2 separate regions of the Macaca fascicularis genome follow, and region 1 is linked to region 2. A link is a contact called in public Hi-C data. All regions are on one chromosome and are shown on one strand. The core of a region is the stretch at or near the end of the contact, and the rest is flanking DNA. Distances in the headings are between cores, read along the strand shown. Region 1 holds the start of ATP1B3 (ATPase Na+/K+ transporting subunit beta 3). Region 2 holds the start of RNF7 (ring finger protein 7).

Region 1 (3,427 bases), core at 369-2,868, 130 kb before region 2:
GACTAGGATTAAAGGAGAACTGGGTTCTTTTCTTGGCTTTGTGGCATATGTAATTTTACACAAGGCAAAAATCACAACCTCTCTAGGTCTCCTTTTTCTCATCTCTCTAACGTGGGGGTTGGGCTAAAAATCCTCCAAGGCCCCTTTCAGTTTGTGATAAGACTTCAAGTCGCCTTTTCACCCTGAAGGAGTCCACTTCAGTCCGCAGCAACAGTTTATTTTCTGAGTCACAGCTTATTTCTCCATGCTTATCCTAAAAATGCTGTGCCCAAACAGTTCTAAGCTCTCCAGATTTATTCTCACTCAGAAAGAAATGGTCTTTCAAGACACACTAACAAAAGATGTTTCAAAAAGATTTTAAAAAGGTAAAATTAGTTTACTTAAGTATAAAGGCCAAAAAAAAAAAAAAAAAAAAAAAAAGCTCTAGCCTGCATTCAGATATTGATACAATTTTAGGAAAAAAAAAGGCACCCTAAAGCAACTCTACATGGTAGATGGTTTAAATACTTTAAAACAAAGAGCTCACGCATAGAAAAAAGCTGCTGACATACAACCATCACTCTCCTGTTTTGAAGACACAGGAAAAAAAAACAAAAACAAAAACCTGTGTTGTTCAGACAGGATTTACATTCCTCAAAGGAGCAAATTTGTAAGGAAGAAAATCTCTGTAATTAAAAAGGAATCCGGGAGGAAACAACCTTTTTATGGACCTTTTCACTGTCCAAATTCAAGTGCATTTTCTCGTACAATGTACTTCTGTGATTAACTCACCGCTACACGTTTAAGGAACCCACACCCACACTTAACACTCTGTCGCACTCTTCCGACCGGTCGGGGTGGCAGCGTGGACGAGTCACAAGATAGCGGCGGGAGTGGAAATTTCCTCTCCCCTGGAGTGGGGCAGGGTCTGGCTTCACCGAACCGCTCAGCGGGCCGGGCGCCTCCGCCAGGGCCTCTCGGGTCGGAGCGCTCCGTACAAAGGAGGCCCGGAGGCTCGGCTCCCGCACGCTCGGGGCCCGGCTCTGGGCAGGGGTCCCCGGCTTCCGGCGCCGCGCCGGGCGGGAGGCCCGGGCAGCACGTGCGCCCTGCTCCCGGCAGGGAGGCAGGAACCGGCGCGGCCAGGCCGGGCTGCCCGAGGGCCCCGCTGCTTCGGGAGCGAGCGACGGCCAGTCCGGCCGGCCCGGAGAGCAATGAATGGGGCCGCACTGCGCCGCCGCCGCCCGGGTTAGGGTCGAGCGGTCTGGGGCCCCGGCGTGGGGAGCCGCCTCCCGCCTTTCCGTTCCCACCCGACCGCGCCTGGCGCCCGCGGGACCGAGGCCGGCCCCGGACGCCCAGCTGCCGCCCGCTCACCCCAGCTCTTGGCGGTGCGCCCCAGGAACTCTCCGGTGGTCGGGTTGTAGATGAAGAGCTTCCACTCCGCCAGGCTCTGGTTGAGGGACTTCTTCTCGTTCTTCGTCATGGTGCGCGCGCGGACGGCGAGGGGAGCTGCGGCCGCGGGGATGGAGGCGGCGAGGGCAGCGGAGGCGCGTCCCGGCTCCGGCGGCGCAACCCGGAGACAGCAGGGGAGGGTGGGACGGCCGAGAACACCTCCTCGTTACTGGGAGTACTCGAGCCGACTGCGCCGCGCCGCGCCGGGCGGCCGCTTGGGCCGCGGGAGCCTGACGTCTCCGCCTGCCGCAGCCAATCCTCGCGCCGCTCGGCCCGCGCCGCTGCCGCCTCCCGCCCGCGGCCGGGGCGCTGCCTGAGGCGGCTAGGACGCCCCACCCCGCCCCGGCCCCGGCCCCGGCCCCGCCCCGCAGTAGCCTCGGGGGCTCCCTCAGCCCGGGTCAGAGGAAGCGAGAAGTACGTCTAAAAATCTGAAGGTTTAGTCGCACGCACTTTTAGAACAATAGCAAAGGCGGGCGTCCCCGCGCCGCAGGTTGCTTAGGAGGAGGACTGGGTTTCCTGGGCGTTCCTGGGCGCCGGGGCGCTGAGAAGATGCTACCCGCGGCGGGCGGGCGCGGAGAGCACGAAAAAGACTCCAGTCGGCCCGCGGCGTCCTCTTCGAGGGAACTTAACCGTCCCCTCCCCGAACTGCCTCCCCGACCGTCCCCAGGCGTTCTCTGGGCTCTGTGACGTTCCTACAGGACGCTCTCTGGGCTCTGTGACGTTCCTACAGGACGCTCTGCGGGCGATCGCGCGGGGCTCCCACCGTGTACACGGTGCACTGCTGTTCCGAGAACGTCCTCGCTTGGCTCCTTTAAAGGATTCAACCGGGAGCCTCGGGTCAATGGGAATTCCGTTCTAAATATGCCAGTGAATGGAGTATAATTTTTCTCCGGATTCACTTGAATTTATCAATGAAATCTAAATACGTGCTTTCCCAAGGGCCCTGGCAACTGAAAGCTCCCAGCTTTTGCCCAGACGCTCCCACTCTTAACCCACAGGAAATGGACACTCGTGGAGGGTCCACGCCTGTGTAGCGTCGCCGGCTTTTCATCTCCCCTGTAGAGATCGCGGCCCTTGGGCGGAGCTGAGGGTGCCGATAGCGTTTTCCTCCGCAAGATGGAGCTGACGAGTACGGGGCCCTCAGACTCACTGACAGGATGAATGACTTAATAGGAATTTGCACAGAAGGTACGGGGTGGGGCGGGGGGGGGTCTGTTGTTGTTTTTATTTATTTTTATTTTATTTTATCTTTAGAAAAAAAGCGCTGCCTCCGTTTTATTAGCAAATAAAAATTATGGAGAAATGTAACAGCCAGCTTATTGTTTGGAATGATGAATTATAATCTCTCTGGAAGTTTAAACAGCCTGCAAATGGATAAATTTTTCTTTTTCCTCATTTTTCTTACCAAAGCAAGAAATAATGAATTATATCTCCCACAAATGGAAAAGTGGTAAAATACATTACTATGAAGTGCTTTTTTTCACGCTTGAGAAGCTAAATTTATAATTATGACATTGAAAATAACCAAAATCCATTTACCTTTTGAGCTAATGACACCAAAAGATTTGTAGAAGCATTTTGGAGAGTTTGGCATGAAATCAGTATTAGAAATAGCAAAGCACCATGCAAGCAGACTGGAATGCACTTCTTTAAATCATAGGCAAGATTGAAAGAACTAAAGAATGGAAGTAGTTGCCGGGCGCGGTGGCTCACGCCTATAATCCCAGCACTTTGGGAGGCCGAGGCAGGCGGATCACGAGGTCAGGAGATCGAGACCATCCTGGCTAACACGGTGAAACCCCCTCTCTACTAAAAATACAAAAAAAATTAGCCGGGGGTGGTGGCTGGCGCCTATAGTCCGGGTGGCTCGGGAGGCTGAGGCAGGAGAAAGGCGTGAACCCGGGAGGCGGAGCTTGCAGTGAGCCAGTGAGCCGAGATTCCGCCACTGTACTCCAGCATGGGCGATAGAGTGAAACTCCGCCTCAAAAAAAAAAAACAA
Region 2 (3,651 bases), core at 34-2,533:
AAGGACAGCAATTCTCTTTATGTTCTCCAATTCTCTCATTTTTCAAGACAAGTCAGTTTTCAACCTACAGAAATGTCTGTTTTCTTTAACTACCCTCAATAAAGAACTCCACTGAAGATGCTCTCACAGTAATTTTAAATGCCCTATCTGAAAATACAACTTGCATTTAAACAGCACTTGCTTTTCAAAGTGGTCTGAGATCTTAGAACCATATAAAATATAACAAGATTAAGCTGTTCTGAAACATTTTGCTTGGTCTAATATTTTAACTCCAAATATCACAGAAAGAGGACATATTTGTAAGAGGGTTCTCCACAAAGGCATGACTCAGAGCAGGGCAGTATCTTCTCCAGGAAATGACATCCGATATGGAGAGGGGGGTGTAATGGAGGTGAAGTTCTACATTTCTGAAAAAAGGGCTTACAATTCTTCGGCTTCCATGAAACTTAGATATTCTTGAACCACACTGTCCCCTTCAAGCCACGCTAGTGCTATCTGACCCGTCTTAGATCAATCCAGATTTAAAAGCCATTCGAAGAGCGGCGGTAAGCTAATCCGGAAATGCAATGGCTGTGAACACTTCCCTGTGTACCTCGAGGAGAACTAAGGGTGTCGTTTTGTGGAAGATGACTCCGGAGCATCACTTTGATGGTGACCAAGACTATTAAAGTTCACTGCTGAATCACGGCCTTTACTCTGTCCACCTTGCGATGAGCTTTTAGAACAGGGGCTGGCCACACAAACCGAAGTGTTTCCTGCTAGTTCCCAACAATCACCCGGTTTTATTTTCCTGGTCACACCCATCACTACCTGAAATTACCTTGTTTACCTCCGTTTATTGCCCATTTCTCTCCCTAGAACACCAACCACCCGGCGCCGGGCGCCTGTTGCACAACCCCTCAGCCCTCAGGAGCCGCAACAGGATCGTGGCTCCGCGTTCCTCCGGCGCCCGGGCAGGGCGACCTCCACCCACTCCCCAAGGCAGGGGACTTTCCAAGGCTTCTGGCGGGCGCCCGTCCCGTCCCAATCCCGAAGTCGGCTCCCGGAGGCCGCAGCGCGGCCCCGGCCTTGCGTGCAGCGCTTACCCATCACCTGGACCCTGCAGATGGCGCACGTATCGCACTCAACGTCCCAGCTCCACATGGCCACCGCGTTCCACTTCTTGAGGGAGAACATCTTGTCGCCTCCCGACTTGGAGCCTGAGCTCCCGGAGTGAGACGCCAGGGCGCAGGTTTCCTCTCCGTCTTCCACGTCGGCCATGGCGGCGCCGCGGAGCCGACGGCGGAGACGTTGGCTTGGGGTAGGCGGGAGGCTAGGGCGGCTCTGCCGGGCCGCCCGACGGGCCACAGCGCCGCCCGCAGGCCGCAGGCCACCGTGGTGCCCAGACCCCGGCCACCCACGATTGGCTGGCGCGGCCCAGTGACGTCACCGGACGCCAGCGGCGAGGGGGCAGGCAGGCCCCGCCCCCGCCCTCCTGGGGCGACCGAGCGGGCTTGGGGCTGCTCGGGGCTACGCTGCCGAATCCGCCTGCGGCGCTGCGGGGTGTTACGTCTGAGCAGGCGCACAGATTGTGCTGGAATGTGTGTCCTGCTTTATGGCTTCATTAAAACTACTGCTCTCAGAAATAATCTTGTTAATTTACTTGTTTGTCTCTTCCCTCCCAAGTGTAAAACTCTATCAGAGCAGGGAACATGTTCTTATCACCACATTGTCCTCGGTATCTACAAAATGCCTGGCCACAAGAGGCACAATTATTTCTTGAGTGAATTAATGATCTTAAAGATCTAGAAATCTGGCTCAGTGATTCTCAGACTTTTTGGTCTCAGGACTCCTTTTCACTTAAAAATTATTAGTCCCTTAAAGAGCTTTTATTTATGTAGGAAATGTATAAATATATATATACACACACACATATGTATGAATATATATACATATATACAATGAATATATGTACATTCATGTATAATGAATATTCATACATTTCCTGTATATGTATACACACGTACATAGAGATTAATGTTTCTTTTTAAGAAATTAAAACATATTTTTAAATGTATTCATTAAAAATCACAGTAATAACCTCATTAGAGGTTATCATTAGAGGGATAACTTCACATACCATGTAATTTCTAGAAACTCCCGTGTACACTCGTAGAATGAGAGTGAAAAGAGAGAAATAGCTCTAAATATTGTTAGGCAACTAGTTTGCCCTCTTTTGACCCCTAAAAGAGGTCAGGATCCCAGGAGTCCCGGTGTGTGGCGACACAACCCACACGTATTTTTCAGGCCCTGCTTCCTCATCTGCAGAGTCTCCATTCCTTCTGCTCAGTACATTTGAGCTAGTTTAACTTCCTCTTTTTATATGTAGGACTAATGAGGTCCGAAGAAGTGAAATGACAAAGATCACATTGTTATTACAGTAGTGCTTCTACTGCTAGCCCACCATCACATGTGTTTCCAAGAAAGCAGGCATCTCCACTGAAAAGAAAGCAGAAGCACAGACAGCCTAAGGAGATGCCTGATCCCACCGTCACCTAGTGGTGGACACCTACTCTGTCAAGTTTGGATTCTGAGCCTCTCGCCATCCCCTCATCTCCTGATACCTGGGCAAAAGGTAACCAGGCCAATGGAACCTGGCAGGGGAAACAAGAATGCATTAATCTATAGAAACATAAATATGGACGCAGGGTCACATTCGGTTAGATGGAAATGTGTATTTGTTGAGTGGTGTGTTAAGGGCTGTGAGGGTGCAGGATGCAGTGAGGGAAAGCCTCATGGGAGAGGTGAAGTTTGAACTGGGGGAACATGGGAGGCCTTCAGGGCCTTCAGGGCCAGTGGAGAGAGCAAACCTCTCTGAGCTGTTGGGCAGAGCAGAGCACAATGGTGGTGGCAGACAGGAATTGGACCACACCAACTTTATAAGCCAGACACCCATTGGAGTGAGCACACAAAACATGTGTTCCCTTCTTACTGAACGACCACACATCTGCCTAGAGATGGCTGTAAATGCTAGGTATCTAACAAAGAGAAGGATAAAACGCACCCAGTTGGTGAGAAGTTTGAAAGACAAAAGGATGAAATGGTGAAAAGGGAGAAGGATGGCTTTGCTGGAGGAATGGTATGTGCCCTTGCTGAGCCATGAAATCTGGAGAGAGGTGTCGGCTGCGGTGAAATTTGAGAATAGAAGCCAGGCGGGAGCATAGGGGCGGGAAGTGGAAGGCGGATTGGGGAGATGAGTATGGTTTTGACACACTGCATGTCAGGAGAACTTTTTCTCCTGACAAAGAGAACAGGAATGAGTGATGCACCGGAGTTCAGTGCAACAAGCAAGCATGCATGGGGAGAAGGGAAAGCAGGAGTGAGGTGGAAAGTTCAGGCTGCAGCAGCTGTTCAGGCGTGGCGGGGCCAACGGGTCTCCTGTGATTTCCCTCCTTTGGTTCACCTTCATGAGAGCTTGTCTGCCATCATGAGCACCCAAAGGGCAGGAACTATAGGCGGCCTTGAATGCAGCAAAACAAATATCTGTCCTCCTCATGGCCTGCTCAGTTCCCACTCCACCACTGTGCGTTGTTCCTCTCACCAGTCCTTGGTGTGTGGGGACACAACCCACACTTATTTTTCAGCCCCCGCTTCCTCAGCTGCACAGTCTCC

The links. A called contact is a pair of places that touch in the nucleus more often than the background predicts.
Region 1: a contact with region 2 is called in a Hi-C map of liver, with 2.5 times the contacts expected there. The contact joins the promoter of ATP1B3 here to the promoter of RNF7 in region 2. A contact is called at or near these places in 2 of 2 Hi-C or Micro-C datasets (liver and skeletal muscle).

What each region holds. Positions count from the first base shown.
Region 1 is chr2:44,696,920-44,700,346 of T2T-MFA8v1.1, reverse strand. It overlaps ATP1B3 (ATPase Na+/K+ transporting subunit beta 3), which reads right to left and starts at 1,618. Exons shown (of 7, transcript XM_074031213.1): 1 at 1,351-1,618. LOC107128805 (a long non-coding RNA gene) reads left to right here and starts at 1,796. Exons shown (of 2, transcript XR_012430766.1): 1 at 1,796-2,616.
Region 2 is chr2:44,566,097-44,569,747 of T2T-MFA8v1.1, reverse strand. RNF7 (ring finger protein 7) reads right to left here and starts at 1,283. Exons shown (of 3, transcript XM_005545967.4): 1 at 1,093-1,283. The coding sequence starts at 1,260.